Regions from separate parts of the Macaca mulatta genome. Here region 1 is linked to region 2. Evidence: chromatin contacts called from public Hi-C data. All regions are on one chromosome and are shown on one strand. Each heading gives the region's core, a stretch centred on a gene start, on an enhancer-like site or on the middle of the called end of the contact. The rest is flanking DNA. Distances are from core to core; before and after follow the strand shown. Region 1 holds the start of PGM2 (phosphoglucomutase 2). Region 2 holds the start of RELL1 (RELT like 1).

Evidence for each region. A called contact is a pair of places that touch in the nucleus more often than the background predicts.
Region 1: a Hi-C map of fetal cortical plate shows a contact between it and region 2, with 2.0 times the contacts expected there. The contact joins the promoter of PGM2 here to the promoter of RELL1 in region 2. A contact is called at or near these places in 2 of 14 Hi-C or Micro-C datasets (fetal cortex germinal zone and fetal cortical plate).

The regions. Positions count from the first base shown.
Region 1 is chr5:37,050,374-37,053,264 of T2T-MMU8v2.0, forward strand. It overlaps PGM2 (phosphoglucomutase 2), which reads left to right and starts at 1,485. Exons shown (of 14, transcript XM_015138198.3): 1 at 1,485-1,580. The coding sequence starts at 1,500.
Region 2 is chr5:36,907,792-36,910,865 of T2T-MMU8v2.0, forward strand. It overlaps RELL1 (RELT like 1), which reads right to left and starts at 1,714. Exons shown (of 7, transcript NM_001193775.2): 1 at 1,543-1,714. The coding sequence starts at 1,630.

The DNA.
Region 1 (2,891 bases), core at 235-2,734, 140 kb after region 2:
GAAACAGAACAGTCCCAGAACCCCAGAAGGCACTTTCCCTCCTTCGCAAAGCTACTACTCCCCTGACATCCATAGATTAGTTTTGCCTCCTTTTTAGTTTTTAATCTTAAAACTTAAGAAAAAAAGATATAACTTACATACAGTGAACTTTACCCTTTATATCCTAGTTCTATGAGTTTTGATAAACGTAAACCCCGAACTCAATCAAGATACGGGACAGTTCCACAACTCCCTCAAATTCCGTTGTGCCCTTGGTAGCCAACCCCTCCCCCCACCCCCAGCTCTTGAAAATCACTGATTTGTTCCCTCTCCCTATAATTTTATATATTTCGGTTGGTTTTTTTTTTTTTTTCAGGGTCTCCCTCTGTCTCCCAGGCTGGAGAACAGCGGCATAATCAGAGCTTACTGCAGCCTCGACCTCCCAGGCTCAAGCGATCCTCCCTCCTCAGGACTCCCTCCAGCTCCCCCATCACCAAGTAGCTGGGACTACAGATGAATGATCCAGTATTTGGGGGTGGGGAGGCGGGTTTTTGAACTCCGTCACTCAGTGTTTGTGAGATTCATTCATGATGTTGTGTATAACAGTAGTTCACTTGCACTGCTGTATCAATGTGCCATGATTTATTTATATGAGTTGGTATGGATATACTACCAAGTATTTATCCATTGTATTGTCGATGGTCATCTGGGTTGTTTCCAGTTTGAGGCTTTTACAAATAATGCTGCTAGAAATATTCCTGCACGTGCCTTTTTATGCTTATGGGTATGCATCTTCTTTATGGCTTGGTGATACCAGCGTCAGGAAGATGTGCTCCTATGTTAGTTTCCATAAGTTTCACGCTACCTTTCACACTTAGAGCTACAATTGATCTGGAATTCAGAGCTGTGTGTGATGAGAGGTAGGGGGCCAATTTCTCTTTTTCTTTTCCCTACGTAGATATCCCGTTGACCCAGCACCATTACCTAAAAATAGTTTCCTCCTGTGCTCTGCAGCCCCGCCTCTGAAATAAATTGTCCATACACGTGTATTTTTGTTTCTGGTCTCTATCGTATATTCCACTGGTCTTCCCACTTTGTTTTTCTTTTTCAATATTTTTTTCTGGCTGTTCTTGACCTTCTGAATTTCTACATAATCTTCAGGCCCCTATCTGGGTGCACTTCCTGGTATCCCAGCATCTGACATGTGCCTGGCGCGCAGCAGGAACTCACGGCTGGCTGTAACCTGGCTGCATCAGAGACCAAGGCAAAGCCTTTCATTCGTGCCAGGTTCCAGCAACTCACCCCAGCCGCGCAATTCCTCCGCGCTCACTCCCACCCCCCGTGGCACACCCACAAAAGGCAAGGAGGCGTGCCTGTCGCGGCGCGCGTCACTTTCCCAAGGACCGGCTGGCTCCGCCGCGGCTCTCCCCGCCCCTGCCTCCGCCTCCACCTCTTGGGGCCGGGCCGGAAGAGTGACCTTGCCGCCTACTTCCCTCCGCCGCGGCAGCGCAAGCTCAGCGATGGCGGCCTCAGAAGGCGGCGGTCTAGGCGAGGACGCCCGGCTGGACCGGGAGACGGCCCAGTGGCTGCGCTGGGACAAGGTGAGGGGCGTCAGCAGGCGGGGAGCGCCCGGAGCGGGGCCGGGTGCTCCGCCCTCCCCAGGCGCGGCGCTGCGTACCCCGCCTGAGCTGCCTTCCCGCCCCGTGCACCCCGCTTATCTCCCGGGAAGACCCAGGAGGAGGGTGCGGCCGCTGCTAGGCCTCCTTCGGCCTGGCAGGCATGTGGCACGTTCGGAGTTAGGCCGGGAAAGCTTATTCCCGGACGAAACCAGCCATCCGGCCGGCCGGACTGCAAGTTTGGAGTAGAGGAGAGAGCCAGGGTGGTCTAAGCGCGGCCAGACCCTGGACGCTGTCTAGCTGAGGGACGCACGCCTGTCACTCAGACAGCTGGCTCGTGGTCCGTGGTCTGCTGTGCATCCCCATGGACCCATAATCGCTCCGTCCCGCCTATTCCTTTGGCCGCTGAGACCTTTGCTGAGCAGCGTTGTGGTCCGGTCCTCCCATCCCGAGGGCTTGGTTACAAACCAAGGATCCTCCTGGGTGGGCCCGCCTGGCTTCAGGAGTACCCCTTAGAACTTTGACTGCAGAGGAGGAACCCTTTGGACACAGCACGGTTTTCTGTCTCTTCATTCCTTTTCTTAGAGAGAATCAGGAACCCAGCTCTGGACATCACTCCCTCTCTCCTCTCTAACTTGCGTCTCGCCCTTTCTACCTGTTCTCCTGCTTGCTGTTCGGTTTTCTCGGAATGTCCCTCGCTGCTCTCCTCTGCCGAACTTGTTTCTCCCGTTGTGACTCATTTTGTGCCTGAACTTAAATGTGGCTTACGTAGAGAGTCCTTCCTTGGCTCCGAAGTGTAAATTATTTCTCCCTAATATTCATTCTAAACGGCCTGTCATTTTCCTTTCTAGCTCTTACTACAAATGGTAAAAACAAAAAACTCCAAAAACACTTGTTTGTGGGTTTGTTTAATGTCTGTCTCCAGGGCCGACTTCAGGGGCGAGAGACCCCTGCAGTCTCACAGGACTCCCGCTCCTGGAAGGGCCCACTGTTGTTTTAATGTCCTGCTGTCCTGTCTTGAAAATCTTAATGGTAAAAAAAGAGGTCACCCATTTTCATTGTGCACTGGACCTCCATAGATTATGTGGCCAGGCCTCTCTGTTCTCACTACCTTGGTTTGTAGTGCCTGGCATAGGCATAGTGCATGACGCCTAGTAGGTCACTGAAATACTTGAATGAACAAAGCAGATTACAAGGTCAGTAGGGGTCAGGTCTTTGTCTTTATTTACCATTCTCCGGCCCCTACAAATAAAATGTTAGCAAATCCCATTTCCAGGATACTCTTGGCAACTCCCT
Region 2 (3,074 bases), core at 464-2,963:
GCTCATGCCTGTAATCCCAGCACTTTGGGAGGCCAACGCAGGAGGATCACTTGAGGGCAGGAGTTCAAGACCAGCCTGGCCAATATGGCAAAACACGTCTCTACTAATAATATAAATAAATATAGCCGGGCATGGTGGCACGTGCCTGTAATCCCAGCTGCTCAGGAGGCTGAGGCAGGAGAATCCCTTGAACCAGAGAACTGGAGGTTGCAGTGAGCCAACATGGTACCACTGCACTCCAGCCTGGGTGACAGAGTGAGATCCTGTATCAAAAAAAAGAAGAAGAAAAAAAAAATTGTCCCATCCAATAAAACATGTCACTAGCTGCCATTTCCCCAGGTGGATGGCTAACGGAAATACGGGCCTCCTAAAAATACTCAGGAGACAATACTACCTATCTCGTTCCCTTCCAAACCTGCTCTGGTTTCTATGAAAAAGTGAAGGCCAAACTGCTAAGTCAGTGTAAAAGTTTTAAGCGACCGAAATGTTCTCAGGAGGAAGAGTTTATGGATGTTTATGGAGGAGACAGTCACTGTTGAAAGGCTTCTAGTTGCTTATTATTTGGACCTGAAGAGGAGCCACCCCTGAAATCAAGCTTGGAAGAGCTTGCTGACGTCAGACTCCAATCTGTAGTAACCCCAAACGGCCAAGCAGGTCTGTGGGTTTTTTTTGTTTTTTTTTTTAACTGAGGCTGTTAGGTGGCAATTAAGAGGAGAAGCGGTGGTAAGGAATCCCTAGTGTCTGCAGTTATAAAAGCAAGGATATGACATAGGACTTCCATAAAACTTATACCTCCTCTTAAGATTGATTTCAATTAAAAACTGCTTCATCGTTGGTGACACTTTAGCATCTCTGCTGGTGGCTTCCTGCCCTGACCACACAAGGTTCCTTTTGTGACGACAGGAATCAACACAAAGAAGAAAAATATTTAAGTTTACCAACGCGCCTTCCCTTTTTCCGAGCCTGATTTCTACAGGATATATGGGAAGAAATGTGAACTCCTTGACCTGTTACAAGAATCCATCAACTACCAAAATAAATGGAAACTTGGAAAGAGATTCAAGTCCTCTAGGTTTTAGGATATTTTAAGGTATTTAAAAGGGAGAAGGAGGCGCCGACAGCGCACCCGGTGCTCTCTGTCACGATCTTCCGCTCCCGGAGCCTTTGAGGACAAGGGCGGTGGGAAAGGGGTCCGCGGGGTTCCGAGGCGCGCGGCCGTGAAGGAAGCGCCCCCGAGGAAGCCCTGGTCCCTACGCCCCGCACAGCTCAGGGCTGGGGGACACAGACCCTCGGCGGAGGCCCCGGGGAGGGAAGGCGGGAGCGGGGCCGGCGGGAGGGGAGGGACGAGAGCCGTTGCCACGCACCGCGCCCTGCCCGGACCGCCCCGGGACAGCCAGTTGTTCAGCGCCAGGATCCCGAGGCTGTGCGAGAAAGCAGGCTCCTCGGAGCGCCGCAGGGCTGCCGTCCCGACCCCCTCGCTTCCTTCCGCGCTCCCGGGAACCGATTCAGCACCCGGCGCCCCGGCTCCTACCGGACACTCACCCGGAGCCACCAGCGGCGAACTCACGGCGCCTCCCACGAAGACAGCAGCGGCTAGGACGGCGGACCCCGGGAGTGCCCGCAGAGCCATCGCCGCGTCGCTTCGCCCTCCTTCCCCAGGGCGCCGCGTCCGGCGCTCGGGAAGGCAGAGCCGCTCCGGAGCCGGCGGGCTGATCGAGTGGCTGGGCTCGGCCCCAGGGAGCGGCGAACCCCGCCCCGCCATGGCCCCGCCCCTCCCCGCCCACCATGGCCCCGCCCCAACACACCACACCCACCTCGGCTGGGTCCCGCCTCTTCCCGCGCGCCCCGAGCTCCACCTAAGACGGCACGAGGCCCACTCATGGCTCCGCCCCCGACTCCCCGCCCACCTCAGCCTGATCCCGCCTCTCCCTGCCAATCCCGCTTCCTTTCCAAACCAGGCAGCAGCATCTGCGGCGCAGCTAGGCCATGAACACGCCCCGTTTCTCCACCCACCTCAGCTTGGCCCCGCCTCTCCTTGCCGCGCCCCGGACTCCACCTAAGAAGGCACGTGTTCCATCCATGGCCCCGCCCGTTTCCCCGCCCACAGCTCAGCCTGACCCCTCCTCTCCCTACCACTCCCGCTTCCTTTCCAAACCCAGCAGCAGCCTGGGCGGTGCAGTTAGGCTATAGCCCCGCCCTAGTGCCCCGCCCACCGTGGCCCGGCCCTGCCTCTACTTGCTACGCCCGCTTCCTTTCCAAGCCCGGCGGTGATTACGCGGGAGCCCGGGGCTGGGGAAGGGTCGCCCGGGTGCAACCTTCCTCCGGAGCTGGGACTAGGCGGGCGTGGGAAGAGAAAGACGGAGCTCGCCCCGAGAAGCACTGGACAGCCAGAAGCGGCCAGCACTGGAGTGAGCCCAGTCTTTTTTCGCTGTTGGCATGTCTATCCAGCTAGCATTCCCCTCGGTTGCAGGTCTAGGGAGTAATGCTGTGCTGGACGTCACGTTCTGTTGTTTGAAAACTAGCAGAAAAGATAAATAACTTAAATTTCTTCCTCTGTTTGCATTTAAGCTGCTCCTATGGGGAAGATACCTCTATGTATTTTCAGGAGCAACACCTTTGTTTAAAATCGTGTTCCTGTATTGCACCTTGCGCATACTCCTGCAAAGTAGATCTTTAGGTGCCCAGGTACTTATTATCTCCTCACATCCTCACATCAGCTCTGCGAGGTGACTATTAGAGGCCAGGGAGTAAACCCACAATGTCTGGGCCACCATGATAAATTGTAATTATCTCATTGTCATTGTGTTTGCTCGCTGCTGTGCCCTCAGCGCCTAGATGGAGGACAGACAGCACACGCTAAGAGGTCAGAAGTGTTTTTTGATGTTGAATCATCTTCACAAGCATTGATAGGACTCAGAGGCGCTCTCTGAATAGTTCCTCTTTACTGCCCTGTAGGGACTGTTGTTACTGGGCCATCAAGCATTTGGTTGAAGGAAATGAGGGCAGGACTTGAGCAAATACTCAACACCAGCAAGAAAAGGGGGTGCATGGGGGCTGTGGGTTTTCACAGGATG